2 separate regions of the Mus musculus genome follow, and region 1 is linked to region 2. Evidence: chromatin contacts called from public HiChIP or PLAC-seq data. All regions are on one chromosome and are shown on one strand. Each heading gives the region's core, a stretch centred on a gene start, on an enhancer-like site or on the middle of the called end of the contact. The rest is flanking DNA. Distances are from core to core; before and after follow the strand shown.

The links. HiChIP or PLAC-seq counts read pairs in DNA pulled down with a chosen protein or histone mark.
Region 1: an H3K4me3 HiChIP or PLAC-seq map of embryonic stem cells shows a contact between it and region 2, with 16 read pairs. The contact joins two enhancer-like sites. A contact is called at or near these places in 3 of 15 datasets of contacts at CTCF or cohesin (embryonic stem cells, large pre-B cells and pro-B cells), 10 of 484 Hi-C or Micro-C datasets (the C10 cell line, the G1E-ER4 cell line, the HL-1 cell line and 5 more), 5 of 115 datasets of contacts at active chromatin or transcription factors (bone marrow-derived macrophages, embryonic stem cells and memory CD8 T cells) and 1 of 9 other capture datasets (embryonic stem cells).

Annotation. Positions count from the first base shown.
Region 1 is chr2:71,164,156-71,169,549 of GRCm38.p6, reverse strand. No RefSeq gene overlaps it. Among named protein-coding and RNA genes, the nearest start is that of Gm39576, 12 kb to the right of the region's middle. Within about 2 kb of position 2,164, at least 14 of the 459 cell types and tissues checked have an H3K27ac peak or open chromatin away from gene starts, as enhancers often do. A contact at or near this core is called in embryonic stem cells, where this site is marked.
Region 2 is chr2:70,707,912-70,712,766 of GRCm38.p6, reverse strand. Gm38528 (a long non-coding RNA gene) reads right to left here. Exons shown (of 4, transcript XR_866403.3): 2 at 2,965-3,024; 3 at 1,644-1,727; 4 at 127-955. It overlaps Tlk1 (tousled-like kinase 1), which reads left to right. Exons shown (of 20, transcript NM_172664.3): 20 at 1-360. Among named protein-coding and RNA genes, the nearest start is that of Gm38528, 6.0 kb to the right of the region's middle. Within about 2 kb of position 3,551, at least 19 of the 459 cell types and tissues checked have an H3K27ac peak or open chromatin away from gene starts, as enhancers often do. A contact at or near this core is called in embryonic stem cells, where this site is marked.

The DNA of each region.
Region 1 (5,394 bases), core at 915-3,414, 460 kb before region 2:
TTTATTTTAGTCATTTATTTTATTTACTTATTGCTTTGAGACCCAGCTCATTATGCATGTCGCTGACCTTAAACTTCTGATTCCCCTGCCTCTGTCTCTCCAGTGCTGGGATTAGAGGTGTGTGGCCTGTACTTGTTTTTCAAAGTCTGAAGAAACACGAGGGAAAAATAAAACCAGCGGGCTTGAATGTCTTGAACTTGACACCATGTCTAAGTGATGAGTCTCTTTTGCTTGAGAAGAGATGACAAGAAGGCTGATATTTTGAAATCACATTAAAACCAAGTTTCAGGGCCTTACGCTCGGCCCTTGGGTAATTCATTTTGTTAAGTGGGTCTGTGGAGGAGCCGGTTTCCTTCAAACCGAATCACTTAGATGTCTAATTGGAGGGCAGATCCCTCTTTGGCCATTTTTGTGTGCTGAACACAGTCAACGCCAAGCCTCTCCGAGATTATTTACTTACTCCTGAGAGTGAAAAAACGCCATGTTCTCTCTGTGAACCACGGGGCCTTATTCTTTGCCTGCATATCATGTTGATCTTTCTTCCTCTTCCTTTTCTTTCTTTCTTTTTTTTTTTAAAAAGAAAAATCACAAGAATATATAAAAGTTTTTGATGAATAGAACCTTACATTTTTAGGAGAAAACGGCTGGAGCAGTCTGGGGCTCGGGGCCGCCTGTTGCTCTTCAGTGAAAGCTTCCCACAGCCGTGGCTTTATTCCGCCCCACGTTCAGTGCCAGGATTTACATGACCACCGTGGGGAGGACAGCTGGATTTAGCATAAAGAAGAATAGCTGCCTTTTCCCTGGGGAGAGACAAAAAGGATAAGTGCATAAGGCACAGAGACAATATTATCGAGAATTATATTTCTGCTCAGCTCTTTTATTCCCTCTGAATCCTGGATTCTGTTGCAAATAACAAAAGCAAGAAACCAGTTGGCCTAAAGCCAAGGTCTGGGATTGTTGAAGACTAGTCAGCTCTCACTGTCTGAAGGTTCCACATCCACGAATCAATCAATCATAGGCTGAAAATGTTTTTTTTTTTTTAAGAACTCGTCTGTACTAAGTGTGTAGACTTTTTTTCATGTATAATTCTCTAAACAATACCATATAACTACGAAGGTGCCATGCATGTTTTATTGGGTATCATAAGTAATCAAGAGATGCCTTAAAAGATACAGGAGGATGTGTACATCATTTACAAGGGACTGGAGCATCTTCGGATCCTTGTGTCTCTGTGTGTGTGTGTGTGTGTGTGTGTGTGTGTGTGTGTATGTGTATGTGTGGCGGGGGAGGGGAGGCTGGAATCCTATGGATAACAATGAATTCATTATGAGAAAAAATGTGCTTATTAATGATAGTTCTATATTACTTGGGTTTATTTCTTGTTTGTTGAGATTGGCAAGAAGCATGAATTCGTGATGATTTGAATTAGAGAGGAAAAAGAAGAATTTCTGGGAGAATTCTTCCCCAAACACAAAGGGAATTTGCTTGTTTGGTTTTATTGTTGTTTGGTTGTATCTTGTAGTAGTGTTTTTAACATGTTTATTACTCAGATATAGCTTTGGAGTTCTTATAATTTTACACTTATTTATTATGTCTGCCTGTCAGGCATGGGGCGGGGGGGGGGGGGCATATATACATCCACACATGTGAAGGTCAGCTAACAGCTTGTGGGAGTCAGTTTGAACTTAGGTGGCAGGTGCCTTCACTTGCCAAGCTATCTTGCAGGCCCTGGTTTTGCACAGAGACCTTATTATTATTATTTTTTTAATAATGGCTGCTATTCTTTTTTTTTTTTTAATATATGTAAAGTACACTGTAGCTGTCTTCTGACACTCCAGAAGAGGGTGTCAGATCTCGTTACGGATGGTTGTGAGCCACCATGTGGTAGCTGGGATTTGAACTCTGGACCTTCGGAAGAGCAGTAGGGTACTCTTACCAACTGAGCCATCTCACCAGCCCCAGAGATCTTATTTACAGGTAACCTGACAAACACAGGTGAAGCCAATGACCTCAAAAGGTTCTTTGGAATTTCCGAGCTAGCCACCCACACATAGAACTCTGTTGTTCTTCCTAGATTGGTTTCTTTGTTACGGCTCATCCCAGTCCATTACAAGAAGCCAAGGCAGGAACTTGGGGCGGGAACCTGGAGGCAGGAAGTAACACAGAGGCCATGAAAGAGTACTTATCAGCTGTCTTTCCCTGGCTTGCTCTGGCTTGCTCCACTACCTTATACATCTCAGGACCACCTGCCTAGGGGTGGCGCCATCTGGGTCTCTTCCCATCAATTAGCAATTTTAAAATACCCTACAGACCTGCCCATAGGCCAATCTGCTGGAGGCAACTCTAGTAGAGACTCCCTCTTCCTCCCTCTTCCTACATATGCCAGCTTGACGGCCAAGGTTAAACTCCGCACCCTCCCTGCAGCCGTTTATTATTTTTCCTGGCTTAGGGGCTGGGCCATCTAAATAGAAGCGGTGAGAAAGTTCACAAAACCTTACAAAGATCTTAAGGTTTCATGATTATAACATTTGCCACTAGATTTTTATGGCTTCTCTTTATCAGGTCTTTTAGCCTCAATTTACTAAGAATTTCTAACATTAAAAAAAGATTAGCCGGGCAGTGGTGGCACATGCCTTTAATCCCAGCACTTGGGAGGCAGAGGCAGGCAGATTTTCTGAGTTCGAGGCCAGCCTGGTCTACAGAGTGAGTTCCAGGACAGCCAGGGCTACACAGAGAAACTCTGTCTCCTAAAAAAACAAAAAACAAAACAAAACAAAAAAAAAACAAAACAAAAAAAAAGTTATTGGGTTGGAACTGATAGCTCAAGACTATAATCCCAGCACTTGGGAGCTGAGGTCAGAGTATTACTGAAAGTTCTAGGATAGCCTTGGCTACAGACTGAAAGACTGTCTTATTAAAAAGGGAATTCGAAAGACTATTAAACTTAGTTGCTTTTTAAAAATCTGTTGAAGTAAAATGTTTTCATCAGTAATATACTGAATAATGGTGAATGCCAAATGGGCTTTGTAATGTCAAATTAATTTTTATTTTAGACAGGGTCTTGATATGTAGACCAGGCTAGCCTAAAACTCACAGACCTCATCATGCTTCTGCCTCCTACGTGCTGGGATTAAAGGCATGCATATCATGCCCATCCTGGGCTACCTTTATTGTGGAAACAAGCCTAGCTTGGTTCTAATGAAGTAAGCTTTTATATATTGTATAATATATTAACATATGATCTAATAAGTTAATATAATATATTATATACAATACATGTAATATATTACTACTGGGTGGGTAATATTTAAGACTGTGATACACACATACAGGTGGGGAGGGAGAGAGAATGGGGTTCTCTATAAACTCCATCTTGAATTCCTGGGTTCAAAAGGTTCCCCTGCCTCAGCTCCCCATGTTGGCTTAAGATTTTTAAACCAATTCTATTTTCTTGGAAGCATCTCCATCCTATCTTATCTGGAGGTAGCTCCAGATTGCACCAGCAGCAGACGTGAGCCATGGCTGGGGTATGAAGCCAAATCTTGTGCTTAGTATCTGAAAGATATGGGAGCTGACCATACACATCTGTCAGATGCTTGCATTAATCACTAGCTGGGCTTCGTGTTTTCTTTGTGGAAAGAATTAGAAGCCCGAATCAAACTTCCCTAGTGATGGGAGCAGAGTTTTGTGGCTGATTTGATGTGGACAGCAACTCCTGAGTTCTAAATAGACATTAAAGGTTTCAAACCCTTAGCTGTCAGATGAACCATGGACAAAGGACCACAGGAGCCCTCAGCCAGGTCACCTCTGGTCATAAAGATCCTCAACTCTTCACTCCACTGTGTCTTTGATGCATCTTACTTAATTTTCATGATTTCACCATAAAAATCTTATGTACGTTTTAAAGAAACATTTCAGATACGCCTTAACCTCTGTTTCCATTGTAACGCATGTCTTGTGATTGTGTTTTTGCTATAGCATAGGTCTGAAGTTATAGTTCATATATTGTATATCAGTAGCGGCAAACGTCCTCTCTTACGAAGTCTATTCGTTTTCCTGTACAGTAGGTTTTTTGTGTGTGTCATGGTGTGAAGACAGTCCGCAGACTTGGCCATAGAGAAAGTTTGACCACAGCTTCTTCAGCTGCCAGACAAGATTAAAGCCGCATCTGCTTCATAAGATCATTATGGGGCTCAAATGGGATAAGAGGGCTGCTGTGTGGAGCACAGCCCCGGCGCCATATGCTGTTCTAGTGCCCTCCATCTAAACCCCCTTCTTCTGTTGGTTCAGAGCATGGATGCCCTTGCGAGTGGTTCCTGGCCCTTTTCCATCTTAGAGTCACTTTAGGTTTCTCAGAGAACTTTATATCAGAGTTACAGTCTGAATAGCTGTATTTTCTCAGCATTCCTCTTGTGTGTGTGAATGTGGAGGCAGGAGGCTGCCTTCGAATGTCTTCCTCAATTGCTTTCCAACTTGCTTTCTGAGACAGTCTCTCACTGGACCTGGGGCTCACCAATTTGGATAAAAGTGCTGGCCAGTGAGCCCCAGGGTCCCTAACCTTTCCCTCCCCATTGCTACCAGTACATGGGTGTGCTGCAACGTCTAGCTTTGTAATGTGATCACTGGGGAATCGAACTCAGGTCCTGGTGTTTATTCGGCCAGCACTTTACTGACTGGGCCATCCTCAGCTCTTCAGATTCAAGTTTTGAAATTGCAGTTTTAGTTGTAGGCGGAGCTCTTACCTCCAAGATGGTGGGCTTAGGAGGCGGGGTTTATGGGAGAGGTCTGTGGGAAGCGACTAGGTTTCATCAAAGACACAAGAGATTTTTCCCACTCCTGTCAGGGTAAGGATGAAGTTTAAAAGGTGCCGTCTATGAAATGGGCAATGAGCCCTCCGACACCAAATCTGCCAGCTCCTTGGACTTTGATGCAGTGTCCTGGACCAGGAGAAACACATTCCCATTGTTTATCAACAAGCTTCAGCCGGGGGCAGAGGGTTATGCTTGTAATCCCAGCACAAAGGTAGCAGGATCTCAAATTCAAGGTTATCTTCAAATTAGATAGTGAGTTCAAGGCCAGCCTCGGCTACACAATGAGTGAAGAGGCTAGCCTGGGCTACAAGAGGCCCTATTCCAAAGACACCAAAAATAAACAAACAACCAACTTACCCAGTCTATGAAATTTTGTTTTAGAAACCCAAAGAGATGAAGATACCCAGAAAAAAAGGGGGGACCTTATATCTCCCTCATATGTATTATCTATGCATGGATGTTCCCCAGTCTCCAAAAGGCACAAAACAGGTTAGGAATCCTGCTGTAGAACAAGCTTTTCTAGGGGCATACCTTGGGGATTTGGGACTCATTCTTCATGTGTTCTTGGTCTGGTTCTAATGTC
Region 2 (4,855 bases), core at 2,302-4,801:
GAATGTTTCTCGTGGTTTGTACAGATTTGTTAAAATGTGAACATTTTCTAACTACCTTGTGTGGTAGAAACCAATATTTTTTTGGGGATGCTGTATTTCATTCTTGAAAGGATTTTTTTTTCTTTATTGTCAAATTCATAATGCCGAGACTTACATGTAAGTTGTCCATGGTGCAGACAACAGGCTATCCCTGCCAGCCGCCCCTAACATGTACAGTTACACTGTGGCTCTTACCTGGTGTTGCAAGCCATTTCGTTTGTTTGTTTTCATTGTACATAGACACACTGTCTGTTTAAGATGCTGCTGGAATTATAGAGAATGTAGCCAAACAGTAATAAACAATGACAGTAAAAATGTAAAGACTGTGAAAATTACACTCAAAGAACCCTTAAGATTGAGGGTAATAACATAGCTGCTTTACTTAAAAGGCAGGTAAATTCCTTATGCATACTCAGGACAAGCAGGAAGTGTTTCAGGTTGTTAAAGTTAAAAACAAAGTTTAGAAAAAATATTAATAAGAGTATCGGAGATAACGTACCCATGTCTTCTAAGTTTTTCCAAATGTAGATTTAAATAGCCTACTAATACTTGGGCTCAGTGAACCAGTATAACCTTTGTGAGGAACTGGTGCTAGCTGCTAAATAATGTCCATGTTACTCTGGCAGTTTCTACCCATTTGTCTTGAGGTGCTAGCTGTTTTCTTGTCTTCTGGAGTCATCACTGCAGATAAAGTGCACAGTTCTCATCCCTGGGTTGGAGTTTATTGGGAGTAGTTTACTGGGAGAGTTTTGAACTTAGCTCATGGGCTAAGTCCTCAGCATACTGCCCACCAAAAAACAGTAAGTGTGTGCACTTTAATAAACACATGGATGTTGAAAGGAGCAGAGGCTGCCAGGACGACATCACGTTGAGGGTGGGAGATGTGGTTGGTTTTCCGGATGGCCACCATCTTTTCCTACAAAAGAACTTGAGTTTAAATGTGAACACATCAGGTCCTTTTCTAGTATCACTGTAAATTTCCATGTTTTTAAAATAATTTTTCTTCTGAATACACTGAATTTCAGTGTTTTAAAATATTTAGCCTAATTCCAAAACTGCTTTGACAGCTAGTTTCTAAATTGAATTTTTGGATTTTGGCTCATTCTGTAGTGGTTTTTGAGTGTGTATAGCTTGTCCATTTGTATCTGAATTGGCTTTCCCACCCAAAATGCATCTCCACTTATCTTACCTCCTCCCCCCACCCCCATTAATTACTTTATCTAGAGTCTGGTTATGTAGTCCAAGCTGGCCTCAAAGTTGATAGCAATCCTCCTGCCTCAGCCTCCAGAATGCTGGAATTATGTGTGGGCTACTTCACTCAGTGTAGTGGTTTGAATAGGTTTGGTCCCCATAGATTAGTGTGTTTAAGTGGTTGGCCCATAGGAAATGGCACTACTAAGAGGTATGACCTTGTTAGAGTAGATGTGGCCTTGTTGAAGGAAGTGTGTCACTCTGGAGGTGGGCTTAGAGGTCATATATATGCCTAATCTCCTCCCAGTGTGGAACAGTCTCCATTTGGGTGCCTTCGGATCAAGATGTGGAACACTCTCATCTGTTTCTCCAGTACCATGTCTACCTGCATGCTGCCATGATAACGGACTAACCTTCTGAAACTGTAAGCCAGCCTCAGCCAGATGTTTTTCTTTATGAGTCACCTTGTTCATGGTTCTCTTCACAGCAGTATAACCCTAAGAACACAAGAGCAAAGATAGCAGAGCTGTCGAGGGGGTTGGGGTTCGGAAGCCCCCTGAGTGTGTACAGTGCATGCCCACAGGGACTGCTTGTCAGTAGGCAGACCAACTTTACTCAGAGTGACTGAAGGTTTATAAAGTTTGGGGGACTGAGGGTAGGGACATCCAAGATGAGCAAAGGCCATTATTGGCTGAGGACTTTAAGGGACCTAGAATGCCTCATTAGCATGGGGAATCCTCTTGGTAGTCTTGGATGCAGGTTGAATGACTAGGTTTATCAGGAGAAAGGAAATCGATCCTGCAAACTAACCAAGGCTAAATGACATTCCTCGGTAGAGGCAAGTGTGGGGCTTAGAATACCCCAGACAAGGCCAGAGAGAAAACCTCTGCCTAGGAGCGGAGTCGCACATATGTGCCCAGCCCAGAGGCAATCTGGTCGCAGAAGACTCATTTAGAGCTTTCCCACACTAAGACACCCTGTAAAAAATTTTCAATAAGTAAGATTTGAGTGTATAAACCGAATTCAAGATTTATTTTTATAAAACCAAAGTCTCCAGTGACGAGCAGGGTGTGTGGCCCTGGCCTGAGCCCTCTTGGGCCTTGAGCTTGGATGTGAATCACCTGCGCAGGCCCACGCCTCCAGGCACAGAAACCTCACCACAGTTTTGGAAGCAGGATGGTAACAGCTGTTGTCTAGGTTCTCTGTCCCTAGGAAAGGATTCTGGAGGGGATACCCAGAGCTGGGCTAGAAGGACCCTGCTGTGGCCAGTGATGGCTATGCGCAGAGCTCTGCTGTGCTTTTCCGTTATCTTTCTGTGTCTCAGTCGTTTGAAGTAAGATGGGTGGATGGACGGACTGCTCTTCAATAGAGGAAGCTGACGTAACAGCCACATGCTCACTGATGCATCAGAAGAGGAGAGACGGGCCAGGCGGTGGTGGCGCACACCTTTAATCCCAGCACTCGGGAGGCAGATTTCTGAGTTCAAGGCCAGCCTGGTCTACAAAATGAATTCCAGGACAGCCAGGGCTACACACACACAGAGAGAGAGAGAGAGGAGAGAGAGAGAGAGAGAGAGAGAGAGAGAGAGAGAGAGAGAGAGAGGGAGGGAGGGAGGGAGGGAGGGAGGGAGGGAGGGAGGGAGGGAGGGAGGGAGGGAGGGAGAGAGAGAGAGAGAGAGAGAGAGAGAGAGAGAGAGAGAGAGAGAGAGAAGGAGCTGGGCATCATAACACATACCTGCAACCTCGGAATCAGGGATGTGTGGAGGAGAGAGAGAGCATTATAGCCTGGCTGGGCCTATAAAAAGGTAGACAGACAGACAGACCAATCTATCTATCTATCTTTGGAAGCCTGAAATGTCACTTTTCAGTGGTGACAAAAATCAAAGAGCAAGTGTGACTTTTTATATCATCATAAAAGAGCAAACCTAAAGAAAAGTGTTGGAACGCTGTCAGCACTCACTGTTGGTGCTGAGTCACTGGAGCGCACCCTTGTGACTAAGCTCATTTCAGGTAAGATGAAGGTGAGTGCAAACCAGTGCTGTCCTTGCTGTGTTCCCATGCCTTCTGCAGGCGGGCCACCCACCAGTAGGACCTGTGTGCCCTCCCCAGAGAGGCTTCCGGGGTGTTGATGCCTCCCCATGGAGGAGCCAGAAAGTAGCTCTGGGCTTCTCCCTGCCCACTGTTCTCTTCCTAAGGAGAGCCTTGGAACTGACTCAGTAGCTCACTCAAAAAAAGTTCTGGAAGTTTGGAAAAGCTTCAGTGCGTCTCTCCACGTCTAAGGACTGAAAAGCATGCGCACCCCTGCCCCCTCAGGCGTGCTTCCCGCCCCCTCACGCACACTTCCCGCCCCCTCACGCATGCCACCATGGGAGCACTCAGCACAGCCTGCCTTCCACACAGAATCCATTTCAGATTTTCATGTAAGCTTCAAGGCTCCTTGACTGTTGGGAAAGCCTTAGGCCAAACCATGACCCCACCATCTCATCTGAGTTAATTGCCTGCTGTATATGTGTTAATTCATCCACTTAGCAGGCGATACCAAGGTCTTCTGTAAGACAGGGTAGTCATCAAACTTAGACACTAAAGTTGCTGAAAAATGAATGTGGTGTTTAGCTGTGGTTTTAGGTGTTTCAATTTTTTAATTATCTTGTCTACTAATGACCAAATTCATACGTTCTTTTTAAAGATTCAGGAAAAGGATAATGTGGGGACGGGGTGGAGGAGGCTGGCGTCTCTGGCTTGGAAGTCAGCTGTGGCTTTGTCTTCCATATTAGTTTATTAGTGTGAGCATAGTCACTAACTTCTATGGGAGGCTTCCACATCTGTAAACTTTACTAACTGCCCCTGCCTAGCAGGAACCTAGCACAGGAACCCACACCTGAGTGAGGGTTAGAGACACCCCCCTCCAGGCCCCCCCAGCCAGCCATTGGGCGGCCCTAAGAAGAGATGGACGACTGGGCAGCAGCCAGCCCCTGGTTTTGATGTGCTTTTGAACCCATATCTGGGCATGACAGTCAGTATGAGGCCTGCCTGTGGCTCTCAAGAGTCCCTCAACTGCCTTAGCACATGGGGGTGGGGCACAGTTGGGTAGGTTGGATTCTGTCTCCCAGGTAAATGCTGCTCCCCACTTTGTGCTCTGTGGATCTGCAGCCACGGTGGACACTAACACTGGTGGCTGGCTTGTTAACATTTTTTTTCCCATGACAATTTTAACTCTCCAGTAGGAATGGGTTTTCCTTCAGTTTGTAAAGCTTTTTCAGAAGAATAGGTTATCTAGCAGACACAGTTTCAGCTCCGAAACATAGTTTCAAGTCTAAAAGAAACCTCTTTGAAGAGACCCTGCCCCCTCAGCATTATCAGAACACATTCATCAAGATTCGGAGTTCCCCAGGAGTGGCCATATTAGTTACGGAATCTAAAAAGCATGGGCAGGATTATCTTATGTGTGCATTAATCAATAGCGTGTTTACCTTACTTATCTTTGCTTCCCTCCAGCAATGCACATGGTTTTTGTTTTTTGGTGGGGTTTTGTCTTTTAGGAGAAAGAGCTATGTTAAAGTGTAATTTTATTTTGTTGGGTTTCTTTCCTTTTTAATTCTAAAAGAAGGTCTTGACCTTTAGTATTA